3 separate regions of the Gossypium hirsutum genome follow, and all the other regions are linked to region 1. The links are chromatin contacts, called in public Hi-C maps. All regions are on one chromosome and are shown on one strand. Each heading gives the region's core, a stretch centred on a gene start, on an enhancer-like site or on the middle of the called end of the contact. The rest is flanking DNA. Distances are from core to core; before and after follow the strand shown. Region 1 holds the start of LOC107886357 (protein WVD2-like 7). Region 2 holds the start of LOC107886292 (protein ESMERALDA 1). Region 3 holds the start of LOC107886439 (beta-glucuronosyltransferase GlcAT14A).

What was found. Hi-C and Micro-C count contacts between places; a contact is called where the count stands out from the background.
Region 2: a Hi-C map of leaf shows a contact between it and region 1, with 2.9 times the contacts expected there. The contact joins the promoter of LOC107886292 here to the promoter of LOC107886357 in region 1. A contact is called at or near these places in 2 of 34 Hi-C or Micro-C datasets (both in leaf).
Region 3: a Hi-C map of leaf shows a contact between it and region 1, with 2.1 times the contacts expected there. The contact joins the promoter of LOC107886439 here to the promoter of LOC107886357 in region 1. A contact is called at or near these places in 3 of 34 Hi-C or Micro-C datasets (all in leaf).

Annotation. Positions count from the first base shown.
Region 1 is chrA03:89,882,780-89,887,816 of Gossypium_hirsutum_v2.1, forward strand. It overlaps LOC107886357 (protein WVD2-like 7), which reads left to right and starts at 2,308. Exons shown (of 10, transcript XM_041097300.1): 1 at 2,308-2,623; 2 at 3,471-4,268; 3 at 4,433-4,648; 4 at 4,783-4,826; 5 at 4,910-4,999. The coding sequence starts at 2,582.
Region 2 is chrA03:88,985,817-88,990,853 of Gossypium_hirsutum_v2.1, forward strand. It overlaps LOC107886292 (protein ESMERALDA 1), which reads right to left and starts at 2,626. Exons shown (of 10, transcript XM_016810191.2): 1 at 1,973-2,626; 2 at 895-964; 3 at 100-167. The coding sequence starts at 2,338.
Region 3 is chrA03:90,451,451-90,456,487 of Gossypium_hirsutum_v2.1, forward strand. LOC107886439 (beta-glucuronosyltransferase GlcAT14A) reads right to left here and starts at 2,102. Exons shown (of 4, transcript XM_016810397.2): 1 at 1,102-2,102. The coding sequence starts at 1,585.

The DNA.
Region 1 (5,037 bases), core at 1,058-3,557:
TTGTTAAATATTCATTTATTAGAAAAAAAATCATTACTTTCATAATTAGATTACTTCTTTCCTAGTGTTTTTTTTTTATGTTTTCCACTCAGCAAAATCTCGAAGTATTATAAGAAAACATATCTATTCTTTTATATAAGAAAGGATATCTAATTTTTTTAAAAAAAATCAATATCGTACTAACTAAAGTAGCTTTTCTTTATATTTTATTTTGTAAATTTATTATAATTAAAATTTATGTCATTACATGAAGAATTAATGTTGTGAGGTGTCTTTGCATTTACCGAACTCTTTGCAGGCACTTAGAAAGACAATCAACGAGCAATCGAAGAAGGTCCAAAACAGACCCGACATCATGACGAGGAGCGTTGGGACAATGTGAAAATGTTTGAAACAGCGAAGCAGAGATGACATCGCAACGAGGCGATTCTCGACGTGACGAAGACGGACAGCATCACAACAAGAAGTGTTGGGGTGTTGCGATATGGTGACGTGTTCCCACATAAATTGCGTTTCTTCTCCTAGTTATACTCTAATATCTTTTTCCACTTAAACTCTGATTACTCTAGGGATATTTTAATCAGATACGCCCACGAATTTCAGCATATAAATAAGCTTTTAGCAACCTACAAAAGAGAGTTTAAGGGGGAAATTTATTTTTAGCCAGAGAGCTTTGTATTTTTTAGGATGCGAGGGTTTGTTTTAAATTTTTTCTATCTTGTACTCTTCTTCGGTTATTTGTAGCTTTTAGTGAAGTTTTTTTTTACCCGTGGTTTTTTATCCTCGTTAGAGGAGTTTTTCCATATAAATATTTGTATCCAATTTTCTTTATTCATTCTTATTCGTTGCTTAATTTGGATTTATCTCCAACAAATATCATTAAATCTATAATAAAAATAAATTTATTCAATCAAATATTAATAAATATAAGGATCCAGAAGAGAGAACAAATTATATTAGTAGTTTAGCTTGCAACCCCTACTAGATTAAAAAATAAACTTCCAATTGTTATTTTTTCCGATAGGCAGATCACCCACAATATCTAATTGATCCCAATTTTCCGATAGGATAATAATCCATATATCTCTATTATTACAAAATTTTTAATTGAATTAATTGGATTTATTAATCAAGTTTCAATTTCATTTGGTAATTATTAAAATTTCGTTCTTTTTTATAAAATAATTTATACTATTATGATGTGATTTGATTTGAATAAAGGGCACATTAAATACTAAATATGTAATTTTATAATTTTAATTAAAATATCAATTGATTTTTATGTTATATATATTTCTATATAAAGATTAAAAAGCTTTGATTTAATGAGAATATTAAAATGATTATAAATCTCATTTATATTAATTAAAATTTTTAACTATATATTATCTTATTTTTAAAAGGTTTTGTTATGTTCTTATGATCATTAACTCGAGAACTAGATAAGATTTAGGTCACTCACCCGTGTCTCGAAAGTTTGTAAGGGAAGTTTGCTGTCTTAGTTTGCACATGTCACTTGGTGCTCGCAAAAGGAGCTCGTTGTCTCAGCTCACATATATCTAAGAAGCTTGCATGTGGGGCAACGAAGTCTAGCAAATAGCCTAGAATAGTACACGTGTGTTTATAAACACTAATCATGTATATAAATATTTGATTGTCCCCCTTTAATAAAACACAACAAAAAAATTACTCATCAAGTTTATATATTATTTATACTACAATTAAATGGATTAAAATGATTTTATTCTAATTTAAAAAAAACATATATTGAATAAATAGCCACATGATGATGAATTTTTTTAATAAATGTATAATGGAAATTAAACTTAAAACACTATAAATTGATTTCGATTATATTATTTCAAAAAAAATATTATTTATTTTTTACATGAAAAATTGTACATAAACAGTGGATTAATCTTATTAATCTCTTAAAAATTATAAAATAAAATAAGCTTTAAGTAACTTAAGAAAAAAATGTTTTAAGTATTCTCGGACTTCAGAGACCCTTTTATGGGAAAAGAGTACAACAGTGATCATAAGTCGTAAAAGCAATGCTGGGAAAGTCAACAACAGATAAATGAAGCTCAAACGTGGGACATTACCCAACACTTGCAGTACCAACCATACCAGAAAACGGTGTCGTTCCCAATCCGAATGCGAGCTTTCTCTAGATCTTCTTCCTCCTCTGATCCATAATCACAGCCGTCCGATTATAAGTGCGGTGATGATCTGATGAGAACAAGACAAAAAGGACAACCAACCCCACATGATAAAAGGTTTTTTTTATTATTATTACGTTCACAAACTTTCTACTCTTAACACTATACACAAACAAATTCACAATATTTATTCCTTCTTTTAGAAAGATCTGAAAAGAAACGAGAAAAAAAAAAAACCTTGGAGCTTTGGCTTTTTCTGTTTTTGGCGTGTTACTCGCAAAGCACTTTTAGTTAAGATTCGTGTGTTACTGTTGAAGTTGTGAAGAAATGTGTTTTGTTTTTAATTTGATTGACTTGATCCGTTTGATACGCTGAGGATGTAGCTTACTCACTCTTGAATTTTGAGGTAACTGCTGCGAATGGCGGGAGAGTTTCAAGAGCCTTTCAACATTAGTTTTCTGGTAAATTTTCTTGCTCTTTCTTTCCTTTTGGTTAGGTGTTTGGAATTTCTATTATGTGTTTCATCAATGGAATTATATTTGTCAACTGGGTAATTGTTGTAGTGCTTACTGAATATTGTGAAACCGGTTTATGTTTAGAAATGGTGGAACCTCAATTTGTTTTTAACTAATGAAATTTTAATCTCATTGATGAAGTTTAAAACAAGGAAAAAAAAATTTGTAGTGGTTGGTTCACTTCATTTGCAAAACGAACTTACTTCATGTTCATAGTTTGTACATATATATCCCCTTTTGGATGACTCAAGTTCATTTACTTGCTATTTAGGTTTCAGTTTCTCTTAGTCCATATCTTGATTAGTTCTAGTTTGATCATGATCCCTGTTTCCTATCTCAGTTTTGATGATATTATTGAATAAAATGTCATGTATACACAAAAGCATACATAATGTATCTCAGACAAAGAAATGGAATTGTTCTTAGGAGATGGTATGTATGTTAGCCATTAGTTTTGACATTAACTTATAATTATAGTATTAGATATGTTAGTTATTCTTTTTCAAACTTCAAATTATCTATGGAACCACTTTTGTGCCATTAGAAATGTCTACTATATTATTTTTGAAAAGCTGAAAATCTACAGAAGATTGTCTTTAGCTATAAAGGCTTACGGTATCTCAAGTACCTCTACCAATGGGTATTTAAGTGCTGGTGAATTTTGATCTTGCTAACCATTTTTATGAGTTTCTGATCCATGAACTGGCTCATAAAATACGATTTACTTTATTCTCTGATAACTTGTCCACCTATTTGATTTATTCTAACTCCACATTCTTTTCAATCTTGGCAGACAGAATCTTTGCATTCTGGTTCTATATCATTTGGCAGATTTGAAAATGAACCCTTAGCTTGGGAAAGGAGATCCTCTTTCTCACACAATAGATATCTTGAAGAGGTTGAGAAATTCTCGAAACCAGGTTCAGTTATAGAGAAGAAAGCTTACTTTGAAGCTCACTTCAGGAAGAAGGCACTTCTTCTCCAAGGTTCATCTGAGGGCCAAACTGGAGGTGAAGATCAAACCTGTGAGAATGATGCCGTGGAGAATGAGGGTTACAGAGAATACCAATTGGTTGAAAATCATGCTGCTGAGAACAAGCATTCTGAAGAAGGATCTGATAGTTTAAGTAAAGATAGCCATTGCGATCATTTTGGTGAGAATGGCTTGGATAATGCAGATTATAGGGAAGATTTTTGTTGTGGAAATGGAAATGAAGGGAACCAGTCTGGTGATGCAAATGAAGGTAGCCTTTGTGCTCACTTTGACAATGGTCTTGAAGATTCAAAATATCATACTGAGGGTGCATTGATTGAATGTGGACTAGAATATCCTGGAGGTTTATATACTTATGAAACTCATGTTTTAGTCCCTAGAGATGTTAAACCTGAGGAGTCTCCTGAAAGTGAAATTGGATGCGATACACCACTTTTTAGCAACGATAAGCCAGATAAAAAAGTAGAGGAAAACCATGATGACAATGCAGTTAGTATTGATGAATCATTTAAGTCCAAGAATCCATCTCCCTGTAGTGGAACCACTGGAGAAGTTGATCCTCCTAAGTTAGAGATTCGGCAAAATCATTCTCCTAAGGTATGGGTTTATATTCATTCTAGTTCTTGTTGGTTTCTGGAAAGTAACATTCACTGTAGTAGCCAGAAACTGGATCTCACATTGTTTTCTGATGTGATGCCTGCATTTCTTTTTGTCTTGTGTTTACATCCTTGTAGCTTATACTTTTTATTTTTTAATTGTAGTTGAAGCCTGCTATTGTAAAAGCAACTAAACCGAGGTTGAAGTCTCCAAGTCCTGATCATTCCCGGAAAAATATTTCTTCTGATCCTTCAAAAGTAGCTGCAAGGATTCTAGAAAGAAAGGAAAAAGAGATCAATAGGAGAACAAAAGCAGAAAATTTACCATTGCGAACTGCCACTCCAACTAGACGTCTAATGCACAGATCTCCAAACAAAGAGGTGAAAATTTTGGACTTAGACTTGAAAGTTAATGAGAAAAGGCGACCTTTGTATTGTCTAGTTTTTATTCTTTGTTAAGAATTCTTGTTAGACTTCATACTGCCATCTGAATTTCCTTGGTCTTTCTTGTCCAGGATTCTGAAAGAGATAATGCAAAATTAAACACTGAGCATAGAAGGTACTTACTATTTCTTGTATTTTAAGAATATACATGTTTCATTTGTGAGGGTGGTTCAAAAGGTTATTTCATTCTTCTTACAGCGAAAAAGGAGCAATGGCGAAGAGAGTAATTGAAGCTCGTCCTTCTTTATCTAAGAAGATTGAACCTGTTGCTCACCAGACACCAAATAGGTCTGTAGCAACATTATGGACACTGCTTTATGTTATCA
Region 2 (5,037 bases), core at 1,376-3,875, 900 kb before region 1:
AGAGAAAATATTTAATGCGATCATAAAATATATAAGCTTTTAAAAAAAAGGAGGTAAAATGTAAATTGTTAATAGAAACTAATGAGAAATAAAACCAACCGAAGTCCTCTGCTGATTTAAGCCTCCGTTTGCCTCAACATATATGTAACCATTTGATTCAGGTAAGCCTATAGTGGTTGAAAGAACAGCCCAGTTTTAAACTAATGAACACAGTCAACAATCAAAATCCATATTCATGTATATAAAGTTGAAAAATGCATATACACATGCACATAGAAAACAAGCAAATACCTCAAATTTGCAAAACACCAGAAATGGCACATAGAACTCTAAATGAGCGACATTCAAAATGTCAGTAACATAAGAAGCAAATTGGCAATCCTCAGCACCCAAGATCATCAACTTACCAGCCTGAAAACCTAGTCAATCAACAACTGAGTTGTCTGACCTTTTAAACAAATGGTTTCTACATCTAATCTAGATATATATGTGCGCCAGGAAATTTATAATTTGTATAGATAAGGGAGGGCCAAGAATCAGAGCAACGTATTTTCACTTTTCAAAGTGTGCAATCCCAACTCTGTTTGACATGTACCATTCATTTAGAAAATCACTACTATTCCAATTTTTTATAGTCAAACTTAGAAGCTTGCAACAACTATGATCACCCAAAAAATAAAGAGGATACTAGATACAAGTTAAAGATAAGCAATTTGTTCCATTAGTCAAAAGTAATGCCAAAAACGAGATTCATCGATATGGATATATTTATATTTTAGAGCCACATTATGGTTGTCAGAAAACTAGAAGAATCTAATTAATATCAACGAAGCTGCAGAAAAATTATAATAACCTTCTTAAACAAAACAAAGGGAATAAGACATAGTTCCATACCTTCCAATGACTTGTTTACACAAGGCCTCCACTCCCCTCCTTTGTAGGAATTTTTCCAAATAGTCGAAATCTACAACAAATTCAATAAGTTTAGGGAAGATATAATAACAAATAATGAATAAGCATCAGATGTAAATCTCAATAATCAATTTAAAATCTACAAAGCCTTCACCGTGCAGCTGTTGCAGTATAGAACACTACAAAAAGTTAGATATGAAAGTATAATTAGATTGTATTGTAATTCATATTGCCCTTAAGAAGCAGACCGAGAAAGTTTAAAACAGAAAGAGCATAAAGTCAGACACTGATACATGCAAAGAAGAAATGAGCCCAATTATGAAAAGAAACCATAGCAACTGTTTACCATCCTAGTGTTCTGGTAATAAAGTGATTTGATTTATTCATATTCCGCTTCTGTAAAAGACTAATATCTAATAATCAAGTTAGATTTAGAAGAAGCAAGTCATCAACAATCCACCAGTGCTGCTCTACCTAAAGATTAAATCAATCAACGGAAGCTTCTGGATTCAATTCACTTAAGCTGCAATTATTTTTACTACAATATATAAAGAAATGCAGTTTCCATGTTCTTCAGATCCAGATACGATCCCAAAGATTGTTACAGCTGGAAATGAAACATGTACAACAAGACACAAGGGTCTACTTCCTCAGCAACCAACAGTGATTTTTTTATTAACAAAAAAAGGAATAATGCTAAAAATGATTCCTTGATTCAGCATTCTATTTCTCGGTAATCTTCAAAATGAGAAAAAAATTTTAAAATCTTTACCGTATTTCTAAATTTCAAGGAAATATTCGGAAATCTAAAGTCTAACACATTATCAATAACACAACAGAAAAAAGGCAACTATATTATCCAAGTCCCTCAAATTCTACCAAGATCCAAACCAAGAAGGAAAAGAAATGAAACAAAAACTCGAAATTCAAAATGGTTCAAAAGACAAATCCGAGCCAAAAGTGAAAATCTTACAAAAAAAAAAACTCGACCCGCAATAATAAGATCCAAGAAGCCATCAGAATTGAGTAAAAAGGAACAAATAAAAAATAAGTGACTCACCGCATCAGCAGAGGAATTATCGGCATTCATATCAATTTTAAGCTTCTCATAAAGCTCGGGACTCCGGTAAACAGAGCCGGGTGCGGGTCGGTGTTTAATAACGGGAACCACATCAAAAGAAACGGTGCCCATGTAAAGAAGCATCCCAGAGATGTAAATGAGAGGAGCAAAGAGAAAAATCCCTTGTCGACGAAGAAGAACCGAAAGAAGTAACCAAGCGAGACGGTGGGCTATGGTCCGCCCCGGTTGGAACGGGCTAAACCGACCCGACTTCCTTCCGTGGCGGTACCTCGGTGACCGTAGTGGTGACGCCGGCGGTGATGGGGTGCTGTGGCCGCTACTTGGAATCCTATTTTTTGCGTGCATTTGAAAAAACAAAAAAAAAAGGAAAGAAGAAATTGTTTCTCTGTTTATTTTAAATTCTATATATATATATTTCACCTTTAATGGTTACGTTATAGAGGAAGATGAAAGCTTTGTATTTTCTTTTTCCTTTCTCTCCTGTTGGTGGGGACGAGAGAAAGAAAAGAAAAGATAGAGTAAGAGCCGAAGAGGAATTTTTTTTCTTTTCTTTATTTGAATTTTTGGGTGTAAATTGGATGTTTGTAGTGATCGAAAGGAAAGGGGAGAGAAAGAGGATAGCACGTGCAAGTGGTGTTTGGGAGGGAGGGTGGGAGGGAGGGAGGGAAAATAATAATAGGAGGTGTGTTTGGAAGGGAAAAGTGTTCTTTTTTATTCCAAACTCACTCACATCACATGTTTTATCCTCTCTCTTTTTTCTTTTTTTTATTGAAAAAACTCCGTTCTTCTTACTTCATTCCATTCTTCTTACTTCATTCTTAGGCATCAATCTTGACGTTTTGAAGTTAAAATGGAAGTTTTGGTCAATATTTTTTATTTATTAAGGATAAATTATAAAAATAGTCATTTTTATTTACTTAAGATTATATTTTAATAATTTAAGTATTTTAGTTATTTGATCGTTTTGTTATAAAGTGGTCACTCTACTATTAAACTCTACTACCTCCCTAACAACAGTCCTATGTAGTAGTCTAAATAAGTTTTAAATATCAACTTAGATATCCAATTGTTAGGATGAAAATATATTTTTAATTAAATAAATTTAATTTGAACTGCCACATAGGACAGCCATTAGGGAAGTAATGAAATTTAACGGTAGGATGACTACTTCGTAACAAAATGATAACATAAATAATTAAAACGTAATATTTCAAATGCTAATAACTAAACTATAATCTGAGACAAATAAAAGTGACTATATTTATAGTTTACTCTTATTGTAATTAAACACCTTGCATTGTGTATTTCATAAGCTTTTATCTCTTTTTCTTCTCATAATTTTACTTTTCAGATTTTTCAATTAAGAAAGGGAGACTTAATTTGGATATCGTGGTTTAATTACTAGCTAATTAAGTTTTTCTCCATCAATATTGATCTCCTATAAAATGCTTTTATTGGAAATTGGTTTCCTAAAATAAAAAATCAGACAATGCTATAATTGGTATTGGGTTCAAGCATCGACTTAGAAGAATTTACTCTTTTTTTTCACTTTATTTTTATGGCATCACAGTGAAGTCATCTTGTGAAAAAAGTTTAAAGATAAATTTAGTTACTAATATTTACATATTTTATTAAAATAGTTATAATTGTATTTTTGAAATTTTTTTTGCCATCAACTTTTAATTTTTTTAAACTATTTTTTCTAATAAATTTAATGAATTCAAATTTTTTTAAAAAAAAGTTTCAATCTTTTATATATTTGTTTATTGAGAAGTTTTTCTACTGAGTTAATTTTTTTAGATAATTACATTTATTTTCTTTAAATTAAGAGTTTTTTTAATTTAATGTATTATTTATTTTTTTATTTTTTTACATGTAATTAACTTATAGGGTTATTTATGTAATACATCTCATTAAAAATATTCTACATATGAAATTTCACACCATCCTTATTAACTTTGTTAACATTACTTTCATTAAATTTGTTAGAAAAAACAGTTTGAAAAAAAAAGTTGATGATAAAAAATGCTCAAAAATACAATTAGGGTCATTTTGACAAAACATGCAAATATTAGTGGCCAGTTTTGCCATTAAGCCAAACTTAAAAGATCTTTTAAAATGAAAAAGAATTACAAAAAGTTAATAAAATTAATAAAAATTTTAAAAAGTATGTATTAGAAATTTTGATATTTTTAAAATTTTATAAATCAAATTTACTAGATTTTGAAAGAGATTATCGTCTTTTGGAAGGATAACGCCCACGATAATAATTTTATAATTCAATCAACCGAAATTTATAATTGGTAGATCTTTTTAGATGATAAATTTGGATAAGTTTTTTAATTATTTAAAAATGAGAAATAATGTTATTTCAATTAAATAATATATTTAATTATTTCAAATAATTTTTACTATCCCAAGGTAAACTATTTATTTCTAAACTAATATCTTAATTTAGAAATAAAATTTTTATGCCAACAGCCTCTTAGTCTAATGACAAGAGTATTATATTGTAAGTATGAGAGCTTGAGTTTGATACCAAGCAATCACATTCCCTTCCCCTAATTATCAAAAAAAGAAATAAAAAATTTATAGGTGAGTGAATATCTAAATATTAACATACGCATTTGTTGCCTTAAAATATTGAACCCAACCACGAGGTGTGGCATGGTGGTTATTCCCTTTGTGCCTCAACCATGTAGTTGAGAGTTCAACCTCGTTCATGGGAATGTAACACATTTTGTGGCTAGTTGGCATGGTGGTTATTCTCCTTATGCCTCAACCATGTAGTAGAGAGTTCAACATGGGAATGGAACACATTTTGTGGCTAGTTGTTTTATTCTTTAAAAAAACCTAGGACAAAGGGATTAGTCTACTCTAAATGTATCAAATAATTTGTCTATGTAATTTCATATAATGTGTAAATAATACAAATAATTTGTTATTATTTTTTTATGCAACAGAAATTTGAATCCAAGTTATTTTTTAAAAAAGATGAACATCCGACCAATAAATCATAAGTTAAAATTGGAACAATTTATTAA
Region 3 (5,037 bases), core at 852-3,351, 570 kb after region 1:
AACCAAAACAGATACAATCTATAGCTAAAGTTTCTGTAGACGAAAAAAACATCACCTATTTCCTGCTAGAAAAGGAAATTATATTATTTAACATTATCTCGGGTTAAAATGATACAAGGGAATCTGCCATGTCCAAATGTTAAAGTGTATTAGCTTAAGGATCTATGTAAAACAACCTATAGTTTGCTAAACTGATGTATCAACCACTATATCTGACCATATCAAAAACAAGCCTAGCTAGAAATCTAAACATTCGGGCATAGGATAAGCAAACCACTGTTACAGGTAGAAAATTGGTCCAAAAGTTTCCTTCATCAAAATTAAAAGTTCTAGCAAAATCAGCAGATCTGAAACCTCATGAATCATCAACATAAATATGCTGAAGTCACCCATTAAGAGAAAAATATGCCAGTCATCCCCCACTGCACAGTTTCCACTATCCAGTCTCTCAATTTGATAGCCTAAGTGTCATGTACATATGGATATGTACTGGAAAATTCGTTCCTTAAAGAGAATCTTCTTTTCAAGAGCCAGGGTGTTTACTAGATGCTTTCTGATCTAATATATTTTCAGGATTTGACTTAAAATCAATAGTAACTAGTCAGAAACATGATCAAATTCAAGAATTTTCCTCGAATCGTATGCAACATTCCCAAATCATATCCTATTTTTAGACTGTAGGAAAGATTTAAGATTTAGAAATGGTGCACCAAATTTTGGCAGAATGAATCCAAGCAAAAGAGCAACTACAACTAGGAGTCAACTATCTATTGTGGTTAATTTATACTAATTTCCCAGAAAAAGCAACCTAAACCAATTCAGAACATCTGCCTAATCCAAGATCATAAAGAGCACCAGAATCAGAAAATCCTAATCCAACATCATAAAGAGCACCAGAATCAGAAAATCTCAAGTCCCATTTCGTATCAAACTGTATATTATGAACTGAGACAATGCAAATTCATCAAAATTTCAAGTAATTCCAATTAAATCAAGATCATGTATATCCAAAGTCAAACTGTTCTCTGAATTCACCTAATTACTCCATATAAGAGAAAAACAACATAAATAATTTTTTAAAAATGAACCCAAATCGCTTACCGTCTTGAGTAAGCAAGGGATAATCCAAAGCACTCAAAGCAATAAACCAATCCCAGCCAGGATCAACCTTCATCAAAATAGCAGCAGCGTGCAAAGTGGAAGCAATATACGAAGAACCCATGTACGAAAACCGATCAGGGTTCCCTATAACATCCACATTTGAAAAGCTCCTAATAGCAGGCACAGATTTCAAAGCCACAACCAAACTATACCGTTCGCCATCAGTGGCATCAGCTCCAAGATGCAATACATAACGATTCCTGGGGTGATAGACAGCAAGGAGTAACCTAAAGATCCGATCTTTATCACCTTTTCCACCAAATATATAATACCCAAAAGCTGGTGGATATGGAAGGCCGAGTTGGACTAGTGAAGGGAAAGGTCTAGGGGAGCTGAAAGGTGAGATCGAGTAAAGTACGAGGAGGAGGACGGAGAGAAATGTAAGGGAAAGAAGACTGAAAAACCATTTCCTTTCAGCTCCCATAACAAAAGTGTTTTAAGGTCTTCAAAAATTGTGGTAAAATTAGATTCAAAGATTGACTTTTGAGCATATGTGTTTGTTGACGGTCGAATGAGGAAATCCGGGTTGAATTTGGATTTTGAAGATGTTACAGGAGAAAGGTCGGATCTCTGGTTCCACAAGACTGAAAACCATTGATGATAAAATCTAGATCAGCACAGTAAAGCTCTTTTTTGTTTTTTGTTTTTTGCTCAATTCTCTCTCTCCCTCTCTCTCTCTCACTCTATCTTGCTGTAATGCCAATCAAAATGATTATAGCATTTTTCTTTTCTCTCCTTTTCTCTTGCTTGTTTGTGTAAAATGTTCAAATCCTTGGTTTGTTTTGATGATGAAATGAATTCTTTTTTATTTTGGAGGTGAAAGAGTTAACTAGGGTTAGGGTTTTTTATTCTATTTTTTCTCTTTCAGGTTAGATTTGGCTTAGGTGGAGAGAAAGAACATTTGAAGTTTCAATCTGTGGATCTTCTGATCTTTACGATTTGATTTGTTTTTTTTCTGATAAGGTATAATAATCCATTTTACCCTTTAACTTTAAAAAAAAATTATTATTTATTTATTTTTTCATTTTTTAAATTATTAAATTTACGTTTATGAAATCATCCTAAAATAAGTGATAAATAAATGAATTAAAAATTAATGAAAAATAAAAGAAAAAAAAATTCAAAGTCTATGCATTCTGATAATTAGATCCAAAATAAGATATTAAGGGTAAACTCCGTTTTTTTCCTCTTTTGGGTGGGTCCAAAAACACAAAACCAGAGTTGCGCGTCAAGTAACGCGCTTCCGTGAAGGCAATCCCTGGATTAAGTTAATTTAAAAGATACAGATCTAGATTTGCTAAACTCCTTTAGAAAGGTGGTTTTCACAGTTCTTAAATTAGGGAAAAATATGGATTGCGTCTTTGAATCAACTCTCCCTGCATGCGCTAAGCAAAGACGTGTGATGATATGATGAAAATTGACCAAGGAAATAAATAGATTTAATTCATCTCTGACTCTTGGGTTTAGATCATAGTAGATGGCCGTCTTTGTTTCATCTTCCTACTGCTATATTCATATCAAACTTCATTCTGCTTTTCTTTAACCTTCTAGATGTCAATGTTTTGAGGTTTTTTTTTTTTTTGGGTTAATTCCATTTGAGGTTTTCTTCTAATTAATCACTAAAATATTAGTATTCCATCCATTTAATTTTCAGCTTACCATTAAAATGTCAACTTGATATATAAATATATTTAAAATATACAAATTAAATTTTAAATATATATTAAAAAAAACGTGTCATTGAAATTTAAGGGGTACTCTTTTAACACATCATATTTAGAGATATTCATTGGTTGGGTCGGATTTACGTTGGACTTAAGTATGATATTAACAATTATACTTGTCCGAATCCAACCTAACCTGAAATATGAGCCTAAAATTTTGTCAAGTCTGTCATATTTATAAATGGTTAATCCAAACTCATTTTAGGTCTGCCCATATTAAAAAAAACTAGAATATATATTTATATTATTTTAATTTTATATATTTTTATTTATTAAATTTTTATATATAACTAGAAATTCTATCACACATGTATGCATGCAGAAACTATAAATTTAGAACACAGATGTATGTTTCAAAATAACATACAATAAATAATAAAACATAAAGTTTGAAACTAATAATAATAACAATACATATGTAATATGTACGCAATTAAAATAAAAAAATAGTTTAACTTACGAGTAAAAGAAAATTGAAATAGGCAGATTAATCATATTAAGAATATTAAATGCACTTCATTTGTTTATTATAATATTGCTATTTTTTATAGCATGTTAAAAAATATCAAGTTACTGAGGAGAACAATCAATATTAAATTTCATTTTTAAAAAATTAAATATCGAGTTGACTTATGACATCAACACAATCAGTGACATTATCTATACTATAAATCTTATATCACGCGTATGTGCGTGGAAACCACATATTTTGAACACAAATGTGTGTTTAAAAATAACATACAATAAATAAAAAAACACAAAGTTTGAAACTAATAATAATAACACATAGGCAATATGTGCGAAATTAAAATAAAAATATCACAAGTAAGAGCTCTTTCAAGCTGCTCCCCCCATAAAAACCTAGACTCACATCTGGTCCTATTTTTCTTTAACCAAAACTATACTAGAAACTCTTTCTCATGAGAGCCAACTCGTATTGTTTAACAAAATTCTACAAGGTATTCTTGTTGTTCACAAAACCATCGAAATAAGCATGCATTTCTTGGCTTCATTGTGTTGATTTCATTCCAACCCAAGATAGATGGCTAAGATAAAGAGGAACCTAGCTTTGCCTACATACAACTTGATCAACCATTCATTTCCATCCAAGCCATATTTATTCAGAAACTCACCCCACAGGCTCTCAAACTCTTTAACAAGAAAACTTTCCTAAAAAATGACCTTGAATTCATTTTTAATTGCTTTATACTGAGCATGATGCTTAAGCTTGTTAAGCAGCTTAGTATAAATGTGCCATATGTAGAATTATGTTTTGTGTTTGACATCACTTCATTGATCATTGCTCTAGTGCTTTCACACTGATCTATCAAAATGCAAGTAGGACGAATGTCGCCCATGGCAGATATCCAAGTACTAAATAGCCACTTAAATGTCCCCACATCTTCACGTGAAATCAGTGCAAAACCTAATAAGATAGATTGTCCATGGTGATTAGCTCTAACAAATAAAGCAAAAGGCATTCTATACATGTTCACAAGATACATAGTATCAAAACTAAAGATATCATAAAAGAAAACAAAAGCAATTTTACTCTAAGGATGGATCTGAATAATATTCTTCAACCTTCCAGATCCATTTCAGTCAAACTGGTGGATGCATTCACTATTTTTAATTCCTCAAATACTCAATATCCCTCTCTTCAATGATTAGCATTATGTTGCTATGGATGTAGTTTCTATAATCCTCTAGTAAACGCTTCATTTGATATGGTCCAATTGATTGAACTTGTATCAATTTAACGTTCTTGCAAATTGGAAGGCTAGTATATCATTTGCCTCCAAGGTTCTTTTTAACTGATTAGACACATACCTATGTCTAGACATTAGTCTTGCCATTTTAGGAATTAGTTCATGTAAATGATTTCTGATTACTCTACTAACATGTCACATTCCATCAACTCCTAAAACAATATTCACCTTCACGGGACAAGAAATTTCCTTGCTCTTCTTCCTTTTATTAGCTTTACCACTTTTATTAAAAGCTATTCATATACAATTAACAACATCTGATTTTTTTTTTCTTACTCAATGACCTTTTCACCATGCTAAACCCTTTCAACTTCACATACGGTTGATAAAAATTGAACATGTCATCAAGGCTTCTAAATCTCATTCCTACCGTTGGCCCAATA